2 separate regions of the Zea mays genome follow, and region 1 is linked to region 2. The links are chromatin contacts, called in public Hi-C maps. All regions are on one chromosome and are shown on one strand. Each heading gives the region's core, a stretch centred on a gene start, on an enhancer-like site or on the middle of the called end of the contact. The rest is flanking DNA. Distances are from core to core; before and after follow the strand shown. Region 1 holds the start of LOC103653895 (protein FAM32A-like). Region 2 holds the start of LOC100381765 (putative MAPKKK family protein kinase).

Region 1 (3,775 bases), core at 627-3,126, 360 kb after region 2:
CTGCACTAAAAATACTGATTTCAGATTTTCAGTTCTGAATAGACTAAGTCACCAACCACCTGACAGTCAAACTTTGAGCAGCTGTTACACCACTTTTTATGTGGGATCATGTCCATTATCCTTTAATAAAGTTGTTCACCATTAGGTGGTATTTAGTTCATTTATAAAAACCTCAGTCCAAAACCTTATAGAACAACCACAAAAGGGCTCCAAACTTGGCACCATACAACAAATTTCAGATTTCAGAACTGAACCAAATGCAGTTAAAGCACTGTCTGTCAGTCCAACCTTGAGCAAGCTTTCTCTCCAACTTTTGTGTAGGATCAAACCAAAGTCACTTAAGGAGACTTATTCACCATCATATGGTATTTAATACCTCTATATATTCTACAGCCCAAAACCTCATGGATTAGGCACAATTGAGCTCCAAAAACAGCTATATATATTGAAATCTCAGTTTCAGTCACTGTTCCAAATCTGAAAACTCAAAAGTCTGTCAACCCCACTTTGGATCACCTCTTCTCCTAGTTGTATATAGTTCCAGGGCTGTCACACTTAATAAAAGTTGTTCTCCTATACGTATCCCACAATTTTTCTATAGTGGTCATTAACCAAAACCTCTTGGATTCCAAACTACAATAGCCCAAAGTTTGCTCCAATTGCTGAAATTCAGACTCCGAATTCTACCAAGTCTGAAATCGAGAAACTCTGTTAGCTCTACTTTGGACCAGTTTTTCTCTAAGTTCCAAATAGTTTTAGAGCTAGATGACTTAACCAAACTTATACTCCTCATGTAGCTCTATGACTTTGTTATAATGATCATCTTCAAAATGGTCCTAGATCAGAAGTTACAAGGGTCCAAATTTGACTAGTTTATATATTTTCAGAAGTTCCAAAATGAACCCAAAACTGAATTTTTGTGAATTACTCCAATTTTCTCTATAAAACTTGGAAATATCCAAATAAGAATTATTCACTATTCCAAGCTCTACAACTTTGGTATATGAACTTTTAACCAATCCTTTCTAGATTTTAAATTCCACCTTTGGGCAAGTTTAGGGCTTATAGATACTCAACCACCCTAAGTGCTTCACCACTTCTAATCCACATATCAAAAGCAAACTTATCCATCCTCCTAAAGCAAAGTTGCTCCTTAATCTCAAATCCAACTTTGGCTTATAGAACTCAGGTCCAAAGTATCCTTGATTTAGGAGTTGTTTGCTTACACTCAATTCCAATAAAGGTTTTCAAGCCTTAGGATTTTGCAGTTAATCCTTCGGTCCAAGTATTTCTTCCACTTGATCTATCTTTGAAAACAAATTTTCTATAGACTCTAGAAATTGCCTTTAGCACTTCAAGACTCAAAGTCAATTTGTTACTTGCTCAAGGGATGACCTGCTCTTGTTTAGCTTAGATCCTTAACTAGGTCCTCTACTCTGTAGTCTGCACACAACATCATCTTATTGTAAAATTTTTGATCTAGTGAATGCATTCTATGTGTAACAAGCAGTTAATGCAAGTGCAGATGATGACATACAAAAATTTTTAGTTATCGTAACACCAGGGGTGTTACATTAACCCTTCTGTTAGATGCACTAGAGCTAATTTTGACTAATTTATAGACATAGCTAAGAATTGGTCTTTATATCTAAAGAAGTCATAAATTGAATCACAATTCTAGGTAAATCCTAGACTATTATGTGATCGTCCTGATGTTTTCTTTTTGGCTATGAGAATAACTTTTTTTTGCTATGTCATAGAGTTCTATAAATTGAAGAGAACTCAAGACTTCTGCAGTTCTGTCACAAATGTGAGTCCACTCTTGTTTTTTCTTGCATAATTTATTTCATAATCTTTTCGTAGATCGGTACCTGCTAATAGCTGCTTAGCAGTTCAGTTGCTTCTCTAGAAAAAAAACTGAAATCAGATAAAGTAGAAGTTGTTTTTCACCGATCATTAGCTTCTTAGATAAGATCTATGCGAAACATGCAACTCTCAAGGCACAAACTGATAATCGTGCCCTGCGTCCCAGCCCTTTTAAGCCGCCGGCGGCCGGCAGCGTCTTCCTCTCCTCCTCCGCCCGCGGAGGCACAACGCACTAGCGCAGTGCGCAGAGGGGAGACGCGAACGCAAACGCGAGCGGCAGTCCCACGAAGGCGCGGAGCGAGCGAGCGACGGCCGCCGGCGCCGCGGCGGAGAAGCGAGCAACTCCGTGCCTGTGCGTCTGTGCGAGCAGAGAGCGGCGGCGGAGCGGAGAAGACGGAACGCTCGCGGCCTAAATCACGCTGCCAAATCTTTTTGATTCCAACTAACCCAATCATCTAATCGCACCTCCTACCGAACCCCTGCCATGGCATGCCACGTACGCGACCTGGCCACCCAATCTGTGGCCTGTGGCCTGTGGCTGTGGGCAGTAAGACGACAGGCATAAGTTTTGACTGTATTGTAGTTGTAGCCTTGTAGGCTTGCCGGCTGCGGCTGCTCAGCTCTACGTTGTTCCGGAACCTTCTGCTTCGCCCGCCGTCACGCGACCGCGAGCACCACCGCTAGCATAAACCGGCGACGAACCCAAAAGTCAGGCATCACTGCGAGCCAAGTATAGCAAGGCGCGGAAAGGCGTCGAGTGGAGTGGCTGCGGTGCCTGCCCGTCTATCTTCGGGGAGCGTCTGGGGTTGCCGGCGGGGAGGCCATGGACCGGGGTCGAAGCGAGAGCGGCCTGCGGTCGCACGGGTCCGGCAAGGTCTCCTCTCGGCCGGGGTCGGGGTCGCTTGTGTTCCCGGAGGAGCAACGGTGCAGGCACGACGAGTTTGGCGACCGCCGCAGCATGACAGATGCGACGGCTCCGCAAGGCGGCACGGCTGCGCCGACGTCAGCGCACAGCACCGCAGCCCGCACGAGAGAACCTGCCCTTGCACGGGAGCACCGCGCGAGGATGGGCCTCGGACAAATACTGTTCCCCACAACCACAAGACTGAACTGCACCAAAACGTGGAGCTCGGACACGGACTCTGGACTCGGACACGGACTCTGGACTCGGACACGAACACGGACACCGCGTGGAACAGGAGCTCGGACCCGGACTCGGACACGAACACGGACACCGCGTGGAACAGGAGCTCGGACACGGACTCTGGACGCTTCAATCCCGTGTGACTAGGTACTATATATTTAGCGTGTAATCCCTTCAGTTCGTAGTCTCTCTACAACGTCTGCAGTTCCGTCTCTCGTGTTTAACGGCAGTCTCTCTATAACTTTACTAGATTTCTTTGTTACAGCAAGATGTTGGAATACCAAAACGTCGTTGGGGGACGGTTGAAGTTGAAGGGTAAAGCGCTGGACGTGAAAGATTGTGGAGTAAAGAAAAAGAAGAAAAAGTACCAGCGTGAGGAGTCGTCTCAGACTGAATCTGATAAGAATGTAGATGAAGGGAACTCACATCTTGACTATGACCATCTCACACCAGCAGAGCGTCGATACATGGAACAGAAGCAGAAGATCGACATGCAGAAGATAGCCAAAGTCGCCAACAAGTCACACAAGGACCGCATGCAGGACTTCAACCAGTACCTGGCTAAGCTGAGCGACCACTACGACATCCCCAAAGTTGGCCCTGGCTAACATGGCCAATCTAGCTGTGTTACGCACAAATAATTGTATACTGTGTGGGTTCATCTAGTTTTCTGTTAGCATTTTATGTATCGTTTTACAATTGTTATAAAACGACTTGTTGCCACCAGCAGACAATATTTATTTTCAAAGGCTTGTTCCAAGTATT
Region 2 (4,301 bases), core at 613-3,112:
GTTGAGCGGGATTGGGCAGTAGACCAGCAACCTTTGTCACCAGCTGTGTCTTTACCATGTCTACGACTACCTCGTGATTTTTTGCTTCCCTTTTGTTCATTTGAACTTATGAGACGCTGAAATGTGTCAATGAGGTTTTCTTTGGCAGTCTTCTTCACTTCTTTGGATGAAGATTTTCCCCACCATGGTGGCATACTGAACACAGATACGGAGATGATTTATCTATGCACTCATAGCAAGATCATGCAGACTGAGCCTATGACAATTTAGAGATGGTGAACATGAGGAGCACTTCAACAAAAACCCTCCAGTACTGTAGTATTTTGGTGAACTGACAATGAACCCTCCACAGAGTGCAACACTGAAATGTGAATTTTTCCTGTTCTTGCTTCCTTGTGTGATAAAAATTCCAACTTAGTGTCGTCTCCACCCCAAAGCCTGAAACCATATGCAAACACCAGGTGATATCAATAACAATAATGGAGCACTAAAACAAAATATCATAATAATTTCTTAAGCTGACTGCAAGTGGATGTTCAGTTCCAGATTTTCAATAAATTGTGTAATCATTACGAGTAGCGTACTCTAAAAAACACACAATTGGAAACAATTTACTCGAAGTATAATAGGCATCATTTCAAAGGTTTGCTAGGATCATATAGAAATCAAAAGAAACAGACCCCAAAATAGCGTTAGTTCGATCTTGTAACATCATTTTTCATGAGAACTCTTACATGCAAAAGGGTAAAGTAACGGGGGAAAATAATCACAATGTTGACCAAAAGTTTGTCCGCAATACTAACAGCCACATGGACATAGTATCTAATCAAAACCATGTATGCAAAAACACTGGGCTTATGATATGCAGCTTTCTTTCAGAGCTCTCACGTAATAACCATTTTGAATGGGTATGATATGTGCTGGCGGCATAAGATATATGCACATTCGAATATGCAATGCACCATTTCAATCGGGGTGGCATAAACTACCAGGCTAACTGCTCTAAAGTATCCAACGCTAAGAAATCCGATATAACTCAGCTAACTTGTATACAAGTTGGAATTTATGCAGGAAAGGACAAGATGCAGTCATTGCCTCGAGATTTTTGCGAAATCAAATACACCCGCACCTTTGGTATCAAATCCTGTGGCGCCAACTGGCACTGATTATGCCCGGAAGAATAACAGCATAATGGAACTATATGGACGGACTAGAATAGCACAGTAGATTGTAAGCAAATCCACAGGTAGCTGAGTGTAGATAAAGCAAGATTCCGAATTGAATACTCGCAGTAGTCGCATTAATATTCCCCGCACAACAATAAAAACTCCGAGCACAATCTATCTACTCCGAGCAAGTTAGGAGTGCGTACCAACAAGACGACGAAAGCAATCGAAGCCCGGGTGGATCTCCGCTCCACCCCAGGTCCGGAACCACTAGAGCAGGGCGGCGGCAGAGAAGAGAAGGTGGAGGTGGGCGCCACCTGCGAAACAACGAAGAAGTCTGTGGAAGCAGACCTGTCCTGCTGCACCTGGCCGCCTGCAAGCGCCGAGGTCGCCGGCGACGAGGCGCAGCAAATCGGCACGAAGAAAAAGCACACCCGCGACGACGAGCTTCGAGGCGAAATCGGGCGGGCAGGAGAGGCCCGCGAGCGTAGGCGGGAGGAATCTGGAGGGGTGAGGGGTCGGAGAGGGACGCGCAAGGGGGGTAATGCAGGATGCGGGGGGCGGGGGAAAGGGGGGGAGGAAAGGAGACGACGACGGGAGCGGGGGAGGAGGAAGAGGGGCAGTTTTTGTTCGCCCTGTCTGCTGCGTGCTCCGCGATGCTCTTGTGCCGTTGTGCGAAGGGCCAAGGGAGTGTGCGTGCTTTGCGCCGCGCCTGTGCTGTGACGTGCTGTGCTGTGACGGGACGGCAGTGAGGAGGGAGGGGATGGTTGCTGGTGGTGGCGAGAATCTCGTGCGGTTCGGGATCACTGTGGCCAGTCGTGCCGTGGTGGGGCTGGGGTCCGTGGCAGCTGCTCCTTCCTCGTGACAAACGCTGGGCCTGGGCCTTAACTACAGTGTTGCATTGCATGTGCTGCTATGGTTAATTTGGAAATGGGGTATGATTAGGATGTTCGCAGCGATCACTCCTTTGTTTTATTGAATTACGGCAAATCTGTAAATGTTACTAGACATCATGAATTCCAAAAAATTGTAAGATTAAAACACATTTTCATTTGAGACTTGAATATGATGAACAACAAAAGACACGGTTTAGAAAATCATTGATCTAATTTTAGAAGAAAATGATAATATGTGAGAGGAGTATATTTGTATATATGTGTATGATGAAGATGTAAACAAAAGATGTCCATAATATCAACAATACTCGTACCAACAAGGTTTACATTCTTTTTCGGAGGTCTATGTCGAAAGAACATCTAGGTTAAACATTTTTGACCTAGAGAAAAGACTCGTGTCTCGTAAGGATAGTCTATGATCATAGAGGGGTGTCAGTATTAACTACCAGCGTCTAGAGGTAGCTTGGATGTTACACGTTCGGACATATGGTGTGTGTGGGCCGCGAGATGTCACATGGAATGATATATAATGACACTAGATACAAATATGTGGCCAGTAAGGGAAAATTCTGACTTGGTGTTAACCAAAAAGGGTGTCGATCTTCTAAGGGGGTGGATTATGATATCCTAGCCCAAAGCTTAATAGGGTTGATAAAATACTAATGCCAACAAGGTGTATCTTTTTTTAGAAGTCTATCTACCTTTGAGTTAAGCGTGCTTAGTCTAGAGAAATTTTGGGATGAGTGATAGACCGAAAAGTTTTCTTAGATGGGCATAAACTGCCATGAGTAACTAGCGCTAGGCCAGGTAGACAATCTTGCCATTTTTATGGCTTGTACCATTGTTCCTCCTTATGAAATGGCATCATTGTTCCCCCTTCACCTCTCTATACCAACACAAGTAGACAATCTCGCCATTTCTATGGATTGTACCATTGTTCCTCCTTATGCAGTGGCATCATTGTTCCCCTTCATCTTTCTATCCCAACATCTAATAGAAATCCATGAAAATGGAGATAGATTTGAAACAGGTGTTGCACGGAGAAAGAGGATAGCTCAAATAGGGCCTAGCCAAGGATTACAATCCTACTCATGGGTGAAATACCTCTATTCTAGTGACAATCTAACTTATGAGTATGGATATATGTGGACATCATACTCAACAGATGCTTGTACATGGGAAAAATGTTACCTATGGTACAATGCGGGCATAATTTACTCCACTTGCACCTTACTCATCCCGCTGCCATCCATAGACCTAATACAGATTCTCATGTTAACTGTAAGCATATGTATGATCGTGTAGCATAGTTGCAAGCATAGGTTTGTTGCATCTCAAGGTAGACGACAAAGTGACAGATCTAGCAAGTAGGGCTCTGAGTCCTTTTCTTCCCTCTCCTCTCCCATTACGCACCACATACATTATTGGTGTACATGTAGAGCCTCTCCTAAACCCCTCTACAAAATTGCAGTCATAAAAGTTTGAAGGGACTAGAGGTAAAAGATAAAGGAACTCCTAGCATTTGTTTCTAAATCCGCCACTAACTATACTGTCACACCCGGTTTTAGAAGGCAAACCGAATGCGAACCATGTACGTGCCAGGATCAGCAATTCACGTACACAACAGTTACATAACTGGACATCATCACACAGTGCTCAAATAATAATATAAAAGGGGAATAATAGTCGATTACATCATATGTCTGAGACATCCACATAGTCTTTACAATAATCAAAGTGCGGAAAAGAAACGTAGATACACGCGGCCTTCACAGGAAGCCGACTTGGGGTTGCCGCTAACCCACACCTAGAACTCATCGTAATCTTGGAACTCCTGGTGGTCTCCTTCCACGGCTTCATCCTCTCCTGAGCAGGGGTTGCAATGCTGACAACCTGGGGATGGGGGGGTTTGGTGTGTAGAGCAAGGGTGAGTACACATCAACATACTCAACAAGTGTCATGTTTGGCTGTAGTGGACTAGCTTATGTGGGGGTAAGTCAAGCAGTTGCTTTTAGTTGGTCAGATTATTATTACTAGTAGAGAAAGCCAAGTTTTAGAATTAACCCACGTTATTAACCCAAACGTACTCCTTTCCAAACGGAAAGAGTACCACTTACCATTACCAGAGTCAATACCAAAAACCATCAATCTCATTGCCACCTGTAATCCGAACATCTCTGATCAAGTACCACTAATCAATGGAGCTCCCTTGGCCGCTCATAACCGCGAGCACGGCTGA

What was found. Hi-C and Micro-C count contacts between places; a contact is called where the count stands out from the background.
Region 1: a Hi-C map of tassel shows a contact between it and region 2, with 3 times the contacts expected there. The contact joins the promoter of LOC103653895 here to the promoter of LOC100381765 in region 2. A contact is called at or near these places in 2 of 25 Hi-C or Micro-C datasets (ear and tassel).

What each region holds. Positions count from the first base shown.
Region 1 is chr4:159,378,324-159,382,098 of Zm-B73-REFERENCE-NAM-5.0, forward strand. It overlaps LOC103653895 (protein FAM32A-like), which reads left to right and starts at 1,877. Exons shown (of 2, transcript XM_008680704.4): 1 at 1,877-3,157; 2 at 3,276-3,770. The coding sequence starts at 3,280. The coding sequence ends at 3,618.
Region 2 is chr4:159,017,483-159,021,783 of Zm-B73-REFERENCE-NAM-5.0, forward strand. It overlaps LOC100381765 (putative MAPKKK family protein kinase), which reads right to left and starts at 1,863. Exons shown (of 13, transcript NM_001321347.1): 1 at 1,373-1,863; 2 at 1-438. The coding sequence starts at 194.